3 separate regions of the Mus musculus genome follow, and all the other regions are linked to region 2. A link is a contact called in public promoter capture Hi-C data. All regions are on one chromosome and are shown on one strand. Each heading gives the region's core, a stretch centred on a gene start, on an enhancer-like site or on the middle of the called end of the contact. The rest is flanking DNA. Distances are from core to core; before and after follow the strand shown. Region 1 holds the start of Slain2 (SLAIN motif family, member 2). Region 2 holds the start of Rasl11b (RAS-like, family 11, member B). Region 3 holds the start of Kdr (kinase insert domain protein receptor).

Region 1 (3,363 bases), core at 44-2,543, 1.3 Mb after region 2:
TCCGAAATTATGTCGTATGCAATTCTTGTTTTCCAATATAAAATTCAGGGTTCCCCGATCCACCACCGACTTCACACAAAGCAGCCCCATCCCTCTCCACTGCCCTCCTCACACAAAGCAAAGCTTTACTCCCCCCACTACCCAAAGGGGAGTGACGTCCACCCGGCCTCCCCACAAACATCCCCATCTCACTCCGGTCCAAAGCACTGCCTGCTAGTAGCTACTCTCTATGTCCCCGCACCTGGTTGTTACCTCTTGAAGCAGACCCCTCCCTACAATCCAAACCGCTCAGACCACCATCCGAAAGCCCGTCTTTCACACAAAGCAGGATCCCTTCCTACGAAGCAGCTTGGTACCCTCTGAGTGCTCTGAGCGTGCGGGCCCACGGGGGACTGTGCCAAGCCACAGATCCCATCTGGGTCCAGTTGGGTCCTGCACCCAGAGGTTCCACGACCCAGAGAACTAGCTACAAACCCGTTTCCAAGGCACGCCTCGAAACCCCCCAACTCCAGCGGACCTGCCCGCCCGCAGCAGAAACAGGCAAAAGCCAGCGTCCCCACCACAAGCCGAGCCCACCCTGCTTTCCCCCAGGGACACCCCTCCGCCCCGCAGGCCCACCGGGCCCAGCGCCCCGCGCTCACCAGCTCTCCTCTTCCTCCTCCCAGCCTGACAAGCGCTCCAGCTCGTCGGGCCGCAGCGGCTCTACCTCGTCCAGCAAGCCTCCCTCGCCGGCCGCCAGCAAGGAGGTGGCGTCCCGCAGGTCCTCGCTGCTGGTCCGTCGCGGGCCGGAGCCCGCCCCGCCGCTGGCCTTGGCGCCCAGGCCCAGCGGGAAGCCCCGAGGGGACGCCGCGCCCGACGAAGGGGTGGACACGCCGACCCGAGCTGGGCTGCCGGGCCCGAGGAGGCCTGCACCCTGCACGGCTCCCGAGCGGCTCCTCAGCTGCTCGTTCTGCTTCTCCAGCTTCTTCACCAGCTCCTGCAGCTTCCGCACCTCCTGGTCCGCGTTCACATTGGAGTTAACGTCCTCCATGCCGGCCGCGCCGCCCGCTCCGACTCCCCAAGCCGCAGGGGAAGCGCGGGGTCGGGGGGAAAGAGAGGCGTTACCGCCACCGCTCACGCTAGCCGAGGCGCCGGCATAGAGCAGGGCCAGGCCCCACCGCCAGGGTCTCCCCGGCTCGGGTTGCGAAGCGCCGCTGGCCCCAGCCGAACCGCCTCATCTGCGCCGGCTCCGCGACTGGGGGAGGCGGCGCCAATATCCGGCCTCGGCAGCCATCTTCCCTCCGTCCCTCCGCCCCCTGCCGGCCAGCCCGGTCGGTGACCTCAGAGCGTCGGGGGAGGACGTGGCCGCCCGCGGGCTGAAAGAACTAAGCGCCCGGCTCGCGGTGGGGCGGGGCTGGAGGCGGGGCCTGAAACGGGACAGGGCCCGGAGGGGCGTGGTCATTGTTTGGGGCGGGGCCCCGGCCGGAAGGGGTGTGGTGGGCGCCGGCAAAGGTGGGCAGGGCCCGGCCGGGCTGGGCTAAGCTATCGCTGGAGTTTTGCCCTGGCCGCCTACCCTCCCCAAAGCTCATCGCGGGCGGGTGTGAGACCCAGAACCGGACTCTGGCTCCGGCTCCGACTCGGGCTCGGGCTCGGGTTCAGCCCCGCCCTAGGCGTCTGTGCGGAGACTCGCGGTCGGACGGCCCCGCCTGGTCGCATGGACCGTTCCCTTGGTTTGTTTGGCAATACTGAGTTGGTTCCTGCTTGAAACCGGAGACTGTCGGAGCTGGCAGCAGCCCCAGAGACCATCTGTGGCTCGTCCGTTCCATCCCCTGAAAATGAGAACCCGAATCCCGAATGGTTCAGAGCTCGGAAGTCAAAATGATAACCGTAATTTGTTGAGTGGTTCCTATAAGCCAGACACTGCGCTAAGCACTTTTAAAGGCATTATTTCATCCGTTTAAAACACGTGGGCAGGGGTTGTTTTGTTTCGTTGGCTTAAGGTTTACAGGTCCAGAGACAAGAGGATGATGGAAAACACTTCTGTACTAATCTTTCAACGGTAGTAATTAATGTGCATTGTATTCCTTGGGTTCTCCCTTCGCCCCCAAAAGACTTTTTAATAGTATGTCTTGACTTTTTGGGTTTTTTGAGGCAAGGTTTCTCTGTGTATTCCTGGCTGTCCTGAGACACGCTCTGTAGACCAGGCTGACCTCGAAAAACTCATCCTCTGCCTTTTTTTCAAAAGCTGGGATTAAAGGCATATGCTCCTTGAATTTTTTTTTTTAACTTGTACATGAAAAGTATTCAAGCAACCCGTTGACAGGCAATAGAGAATGTTGAGGGGTGGTAAATGTAAAATTCTGCCCTCGGTGGCATCTGTTTATAATGCGTACTGGTGGAAGCGACTGCAAACAAAACTTAAACGCTTTTTTTCTGTCATGTTGGCTCACTCTTCCACAGTTGTCAGTTGTGAGCTGCTTGGTTTACTTATACGGTAAGCAGCCAACCGTGCCTGGTCTCTCAAATTTTTGGCTGATGTTTGCAGTTGACTCCAATTGCCTCCTCCACCCTCGAACCAGTCTTATTACACCCGAACCAGTCTTATTACACCCGGGTGTGGACTCACATAAGACTTAACCCTCCTGCCTTTCCATGCTGTATTTTCCCTGCTTCGACTACCCTACCTACCATGTTTGATGCCTCTTTGGAAAAACCCCTGAAGGAGTTACTGTCTTTGTGCTGACATCACCTCAATAGTTGGCTACAGATATTTGTAATTTTTAATTACATTTTTTCCTAGCAAGTCTTTGGCTTGATCTGTACAGCTGATTAAAAGGAATCATTCCATTTTCCTTGCTTATGAGGCTGACAAAGTGCACAGTCAGTGCCTGTTGTGCTGAAATTAAACGGAAGATATGTTTTGATAGCCCAACCCCCAGACAGACACCAAAATTAAATTCTTTGAGGGTGCTACAGTTTGCTGTCAAGTATAACTATGTCCCTAGCTATACAGACCCATTAACAGGATGCCTTTGTAAAACAAAATGCATTATCTGTGTGATGCACATTAAATGTTATGACACTGCCTGACATATCTGATCTCATTGCTGAAGGAATCACCACCAAGATGAAATCACACATCGCAGTAATACATTTACATTATCAGCTTATGACATGGAGTCCAACTCCCATGTTCGCCACATTTCTAATGAATTCTTTAGACATACTCCTTGACAAAGTCAGTTACCATTATGAAGTTAGCATCAGCGGTCTTGAGAGAGCCAGAGGTCATGCAGATCGGTGATCAGAATCCGCTCCGCTGGCAAGGTCTCCTCTTCCCATGAACGTGGTCCTTGAACTTTTATTTCTCTCTCTTTAATCTGG
Region 2 (3,451 bases), core at 423-2,922:
GTCTAATTTTAACTGAGTTTCCATATTTAGAGTAGTTCCACGGAGGAAAGTTTCTGGCTCAGTATACGCAGGGTTTCTGTTTTTATTTTATATTATCATTCTCTGAACAGTTATATTTTGCCCACAATAGCTTCATAAGCAAACACGGTTAGTAAATGCACAGTTAGCATCCCTCTTAGCATGAATATGTGCCATGATTCTGATCAGCTCTATATCAAAGCAGAAGGCCACCAGGTCTTATCTTGGGACAGCTTATATGGCTCATTTCAACTAAATCCCCAACTGGTACTTAATACAAGTCTACTAATTTAACCATACAGTCTACTTAGTTAAGCAATTTGCTCTCCCCCTGCTAGAATCATAGCAGCTACTTATTTGTCTTTGTTAAGGAAAGAACTTTAGGCTTACAACTCTTCTTTGGCCTTTGCTTTCAAAGGTCGCCCCTGAAAGGCAGCCAGCAGAGGGAGAGGGTGGGGGAGGAGCTTGCAGCTGGGTTTTTTGTTTGGTTGGGTATTTTTTTTTTTTATGACTTTTGCAGGCATGTTTTAAAGGACAAGGCCTTGGAGTACAAACGGTGCTTCCAACTGGGGTCCCTATAGTTAAAACATACCACAGGGAATACTTTCGGGCACTTGATAAAATGATGAATGCGCCAAGAATGGAATGAGGCCAGATGGCAGCTGGGGGGAGGGGGAAGGGGGAGGGGGAGGGGGCGTGCAGAATTGGAAGTAGCAGAATCTTGATGCTAAACACTGTCACTCTGAAGGAAGTGTCCTTAAAGGTACTGAGAAATGAGGGCGGCCATCCCAACAGGGTTGGTCTCCGTACGTTTCCTCACCTGCATTTCGTTCGTAGTCCCCGATGAATCGTTTAGTGAGGAATCGGACCACCAAAGCTGCAATTCAGAAAAGAAAACAGACTGTTAACCCACTAAGTTAGACGGTTCTCCACCCCACCCCCACCTGGAAAACAACTCTTCCAAAGAAAGTCACAGCCGGCCACCGAGGGCTCCTTGACCCTCTACCAGACACAAGGAGGTAGGAGTGAATTACAGCTCTGCCAGCAGGAAGGGTCTTGAGGCCCAGCCCCTCCGCGGAGCCCAGCTGGGCCACACCTAAGCCTTCCAGCAGGCAAACTTCTTCCTAACCTTACGGAACTCCTGGAGGGGTTACAATCACTAGCTCCCCCATTCCGCCCCAGATCCTGCCAAAAGCCCAAAGCCCCAAAGTTCTACTCTGGCCCGAAAGTCGGCGGGACGCTCTGGGCCCCAGTGACCCTCTTCGTTAAAGCAGAGACATGAAGAGGCAGAGGATCCCACTGCAACGCCCACCGTCTCTCAGTTCCAGTCCGAGCGGGGGTCTCCCACGTCCCGCCCCTCCACCAAGCGGGTTCCTCGCATGGACTCACCGGTCTTGCCCACGCCGCTGGCCCCTACCACGGCGATCTTAACGAGCCGGCGGCCCGCAGCCCCCAGGCAGCAGTCGGCAGCGGTGCTGCCTGGGGCGGGGTACTCTGCGATGGTACACATGTTCTGGATGAGGCGCATCGCCGCTACGGCCCGGCTGCACGGAGCGGGGAGGAAAGTCAGGACAGGAGACGGCTCGCGCTGCAAGGAGAGGAGGGTACCCCGTCGGAGGGCGCGCGGGCAGAAACTGGAAAGAACGGGAGAGCGCGACGAGAAGAGAGGCTCGGGGGTTCCGGATCGCGGCTGGGATGGCAGCCGCCGGGGCGCGGGTTTTCTCTGGCCCAGGCCCCGCCTCCATTCCAGCAGCCAATCCCCGAGCGCCCCGCTCGAGGCCCCGCCCACGGCCTGCACTACCAGGCTGCGCCCCCACAGGAGCCGAGAGCGAGTGCGGGGCCCCGTGAGATCCGAGGAAAACAGGGCGGCCGGCGCGAGGGTGGCAACGTGCGGGACCCAGCCGGCTCCCGCTGCGCTAGCACGCGGCCGCACCGGTGCCTGCGGGGTCACGGGGTCTCAGATCCGCGTGGGGGGATCTGGCCGTGTCTGCTGGGTCTCAGGTCCACGTGGGGGGAATCTGTCCTTGCCTTCATAGGAGACCTGGCGTGTCCGCGGGATCTCAGATCCGCGGTGGGTTTAGAAGCACCCACCCTTGTCTGCCAACCTCGCCGCTGGGCCTCCGTAGGTCAGTCCCTAGGCATTCTCTGAATTGGGTCCCAGGTCCCCTAACCTCTCTGACCACTGGCTTCTCCACCTCTGACCCCAAGGAACCTGCTGGGAGCCCCATAGGTCACTGCCCTGTTTGGCCCTGCCCTATGTTCTGCTCGTGCGCTCGACATCTTTGCACTGACTTGGCTACATTCAAAGTATTATCCTGGATTATACATTTTCCCCATCCTTGTATTCCTAAACAAAGGCACCCCTCCGTGACCCAAAATGTGGCGTTTGTCTTTGGGGCAAAATACCTATTTTGTTCTAGTTCTTGCCAACAGTGCAAGCCCACGAGAAGGCACACAACGTGGAAAGCAAGTACCGCACCCCGAGAGGCAAAGCCAGGCTAAAAGTCACTAGAACAAGCTTGCATGGCTAGCCCAGTCACGCCTCCTCCCAGATCTGTGAAAGGTAAGACAAGAAGTCAGTGCAGCTGTGGATTGGACTCACCGGGAGGCAGAGGGGCCCCACGGTTAGCCTAGTCATAAAGGTTAGTTAAAAGTGGCTTGTCGCCAAGGAAGATGAGGAGTCTAGCACTCATAAAAATACCAAGTACCCCCGTGTCCTCATCAGAGAAAATCACAGACAACTGCTGGCCAGATCCCAACTTCAGCAACCTACTTTATCTATCGCCACCAGCATGCCCTTACAACCCTCAGGGCCTTTTATCTTGGTGCCTAAGAGCAAAGCCTGTGGCATTTTGTACACCTTTATTGAAGGTAGAAAAGCAAAAGAAGCTGATTCCAGGCTCAACACACCGTTTCTTGTTTAATCACAGTCCATTCTGGGCTTCATTCACCAGGTAATAAGAATTTACCCTCCTACTCTGGTCAGACCGGGACAAACCCTGTATCTAGTAACAGTTTGAAGGGGTGAAGAAATCGGAGGGGAACTAGGAAGATTATGTAGACTTGCCTGGTTAAGTCTTCCAGGATGAACAACAGAATGGAGGGGGTGGGGTGGCAAACAGGCTGAGCAGTCACGGTAGTAAAAGTCTGCCTTCTAGGGAAAACACTGGACTGAAGCAAGATCAGACGTCTGAGTCTGGGACAAAGGGCATGGCCAATTTGCATCATGTCTTTCTGTGTGGTTTAAATCAAACTTGAGTTTTGCCGGTCTATAAAATCAAACTTAGCAAGGCTATAATTAAGGTACCGTGCACCTTTCAGCCCCCGGCCCTCTAGCCTGCAATTCTCTAGTGTTTACATGGGAAATAATTACGTAGTCTACAACATTTGTTCGGCTGCTTTTTGCACACACAGACCTGATAAAGATTCTCAA
Region 3 (3,490 bases), core at 280-2,779, 1.8 Mb before region 2:
AAGAACAAGCCAGAACCTTCAGAACGCTGTCGATAGGTACACCAAGCAGCCTTCATACGGAGTTTTCATTCGTGAGGAGCTGAATATACAACAAAGCTAAATGTGAGCAGACCAGGCATGCCTCTGCTAAATGAGGATGCCCACACCAAACATGCCCAAGATCTTCAAGTATAATTTTATTATATAGATTCGCTATGTGTTGACATGTTTTTATAGTGAACCTGGATTTTACAAACCCTCCTGGTTTGCCACCTGCTTCTGGCACCATACTTGAGGCTTAGGCACGTGATAAAGGAGCATGCCTGTTTCCCCCCTTATTTTTTTTAAAGAAAAGCACCATGTTACATCATTAATCATGCATATCAGTGTAGTTTAGATCCGATGTAGAGACAATAATCTTATCTCTTTGTCTGGCTGAAAGACTGTCCTTTAAACTATCATTCTAAATGCATTTGGTTTTTGCCAGGAGTAAAACATGTCACAAGATATTTGTTGTCATTTCCCAGGCGTGGAAGGAAAGGAATGGAAAGAAAACGAGGGGTGAAGGCTGCTGTTCCTCTCTAGTCGCTACTTGAAGTCTACATAGCTGGGGGGGGGGGGGGGACTGTTCACATGGGACCGGTTTCCTCTTTGTTCCTACACTGGCGCCTCTGGCAAGAAACTCTCCCTTCTCTTCCCCCCAAGCATATCTTGGCTGAAAGGTCAGCTCTGAAAAGGGGCCTGGCCAAAGTTACTGTAGGGGACCGTGGTCATGGAACTGGGTAGACAAAAGCACTCTAGCAGCCACTGGAGAAGGACCGGGGGCTCTTCTCTGTGCATTTGCCCTGGAGCCCTGACCACCGCCAGCTCCCTGCATCTCCTTGCTATGGGTTTTCTGGACCGAGCCAGGCAGGAGTTCACAACCGAAATGTCTTCTAGGGCTAATCAGGTAACTTCGGACGATTTAAAGTTGCCAGATGGACGAGAAAACAGTAGAGGCGTTGGCAACCTGGATAAGCGCCTATCTTCTAATTAAAACATTCAGACGGGGCGGGGGATGCGGTGGCCAAAGCACCATAAAACAAAACTTCCAAGTACTGACCAACTCACTGCAAGTTTGTGCCCCGAGTACATCTAGGTTCAGGGGTTCTTGTCTTCATGCTCCCAACTGCGGGCGGATTTTTGGTCCCTTGGGACTTTCAGTGCAGCGGCGAAGAGAGTTCTGCACTTGCAGGCTCCTAATGAGGGCGCAGTGGGCCTCGTGTTTCTGGTGATGCTTCCCAGGTTGCTGGGGGCAGCAAGTGTCTCAGAGCCCATTACTGGCTACATTTTACTTCCACCAGAAACCGAGCTGCGTCCAGATTTGCTCTCAGATGCGACTTGCCGCCCGGCACAGTTCCGGGGTAGTGGGGGAGTGGGCGTGGGAAACCGGGAAACCCAAACCTGGTATCCAGTGGGGGGCGTGGCCGGACGCAGGGAGTCCCCACCCCTCCCGGTAATGACCCCGCCCCCATTCGCTAGTGTGTAGCCGGCGCTCTCTTTCTGCCCTGAGTCCTCAGGACCCCAAGAGAGTAAGCTGTGTTTCCTTAGATCGCGCGGACCGCTACCCGGCAGGACTGAAAGCCCAGACTGTGTCCCGCAGCCGGGATAACCTGGCTGACCCGATTCCGCGGACACCGCTGCAGCCGCGGCTGGAGCCAGGGCGCCGGTGCCCCGCGCTCTCCCCGGTCTTGCGCTGCGGGGGCGCATACCGCCTCTGTGACTTCTTTGCGGGCCAGGGACGGAGAAGGAGTCTGTGCCTGAGAACTGGGCTCTGTGCCCAGCGCGAGGTGCAGGATGGAGAGCAAGGCGCTGCTAGCTGTCGCTCTGTGGTTCTGCGTGGAGACCCGAGCCGCCTCTGTGGGTAAGAAGCCCACTCTTTAGTAGTAAGGCGGAGAAGTAGGGTGCGGGCGGAGAGTGGGAATAGAAGAGGACCTAACTCGTAGAGCTCTAGAGACCCTCCTCCCTTGGGTGTTCTTTCACTTACCAATGGGGAAACTGAGGTTCAAAGACTCTTCCGAAATGACTCAGCCAGGATTCTACTCTCCCCCGGGCATCGGTTGGAGCGTGTCCTGCGGAGCCGTCACAGCCCCTGGCGCTAGGTAGGCAGGAGTGGAAAGGCGGCCTGAGCCGGGGCAGGAGATGCTCCCACTGGCAGGAACAGGCGGTCAAACGCTGGGAAGCCAGCTCAAGCCAAGCGGCCCGGCTGGCATCAATCACTCCGTGCTGTTGCCCACCGCCCTAGTGTGGGGCAGGGAATCCGCCTCTGGCTCCGCTCCCCTTTAGCTCCAGCGTGTAAGCGCACGGACTATGTGAGGTGAGGTCTCTTCATAGAGCAACACTTTCCTCCCTCAACTTTCTTTGATGCAGAATGCTATTTTTGCTGGTAGGAGGAAGACGCGGCTTTCTCTTCTGTGACAGCTTCTCCAGGTGTATTAAACTAAATAACTCTCCACTTACCGACTCCAAAGCGCTGGTCCTGGGGTAAACTCTGAAAGTCTCAGAAACTCTTGAGCTTGGCACCTAGTTATAGGTCACTTTTCTTGTTTTAAAATGCCCTCTGCTTCAAGGTTAGGCCCACACTCGCTCTTGGGCTTTTGTGCAATAATTTCCCTTCCCTTCCCTTCCCTTCCCTTCCCTTCCCTTCCCTTCCCTTCCCTTCCCTTCCCTTCCCTTTCCCTCTTCCTTTTCCTCCTCCTCTTCCTCCTCTATTTCTCTGTCATTTCCTTTTTGAAGCCACAGTTTGCAGATTTCCAATCTCCACCCATTGGAGAATGGAGAATCAGGAAAAAAGAAGTCAATTCTGCAGAAACATTCCTTGCGCCCTAAGAGAATCGCATGGCTTAAAAGCATTGGCACTGACATACGGCGCCAAGATCGCCTGTCTAGAGCTATTGAGTTTTCCTCATAATGACTTGGTTCATCAGGCTAGCTCCACCACGAGTGCCCTCTTGTTCCTGAGAAGGCCGCACTCTCCCCCTTTCTGGGAAGAGAAAGACAGCCTGGAACATGTGCTTGCCCTGGGTTCCATAGAGAAGCAAGTTGCTTTAAAGCCCAGAGAATTCCTAGTGTAGCAGCTTAACAGCGTCCCGTTCTCTGAATAAGATGGAGGTTGCCCTTTTGGAGTGTGTGACTTGCTTAATTGGATTGGGCTATAATTGGTGCCATCCAAGTCTCGAGACAGAGCCGCTGTTGTTTTTCCTTCTGGTCTTTGAGCGGGAAGGATAACAGTGCACAAATTAATTAATGTTGGTTATCGGATTTGAACATAAAAGGGCTTTTATTGTATAGTAGCATATGTACCTCTTGCAGTCAGAATGAGCTGTCTAAAGAACAGAACCCAAACTTGCCGATGAAAATGAATGAGGTTTAATAAAGGCGATGGATGAGCATTAGTCACTGATGTAAATCTCCAGTTATTGATAACCTCATTGACTGGATTTGATTGCAGACATGTATTGGTATGGGGCAT

Evidence for each region. Promoter capture Hi-C pulls out the DNA fragments that hold promoters and counts their contacts. Capture Hi-C pulls out chosen DNA fragments and counts their contacts.
Region 1: a contact with region 2 is called in a promoter capture Hi-C map of pre-B cells, with 2.1 times the contacts expected there. The contact joins the promoter of Slain2 here to the promoter of Rasl11b in region 2. A contact is called at or near these places in 3 of 39 promoter capture datasets (liver and pre-B cells) and 1 of 115 datasets of contacts at active chromatin or transcription factors (pancreatic cancer cells).
Region 3: a promoter capture Hi-C map of adipose tissue shows a contact between it and region 2, with 4 times the contacts expected there. The contact joins the promoter of Kdr here to the promoter of Rasl11b in region 2. A contact is called at or near these places in 1 of 39 promoter capture datasets (hippocampal neurons) and 1 of 9 other capture datasets (adipose tissue).

The regions. Positions count from the first base shown.
Region 1 is chr5:72,912,292-72,915,654 of GRCm38.p6, reverse strand. It overlaps Slain2 (SLAIN motif family, member 2), which reads right to left and starts at 1,293. Exons shown (of 8, transcript NM_001113423.2): 1 at 642-1,293. The coding sequence starts at 1,030.
Region 2 is chr5:74,193,547-74,196,997 of GRCm38.p6, reverse strand. It overlaps Rasl11b (RAS-like, family 11, member B), which reads right to left and starts at 1,672. Exons shown (of 4, transcript NM_026878.1): 1 at 1,408-1,672; 2 at 839-895. The coding sequence starts at 1,546.
Region 3 is chr5:75,976,494-75,979,983 of GRCm38.p6, reverse strand. Kdr (kinase insert domain protein receptor) reads left to right here and starts at 1,529. Exons shown (of 30, transcript NM_010612.3): 1 at 1,529-1,882. The coding sequence starts at 1,816. Gm32727 (a long non-coding RNA gene) reads right to left here and starts at 2,652. Exons shown (of 3, transcript XR_868500.2): 1 at 2,006-2,652.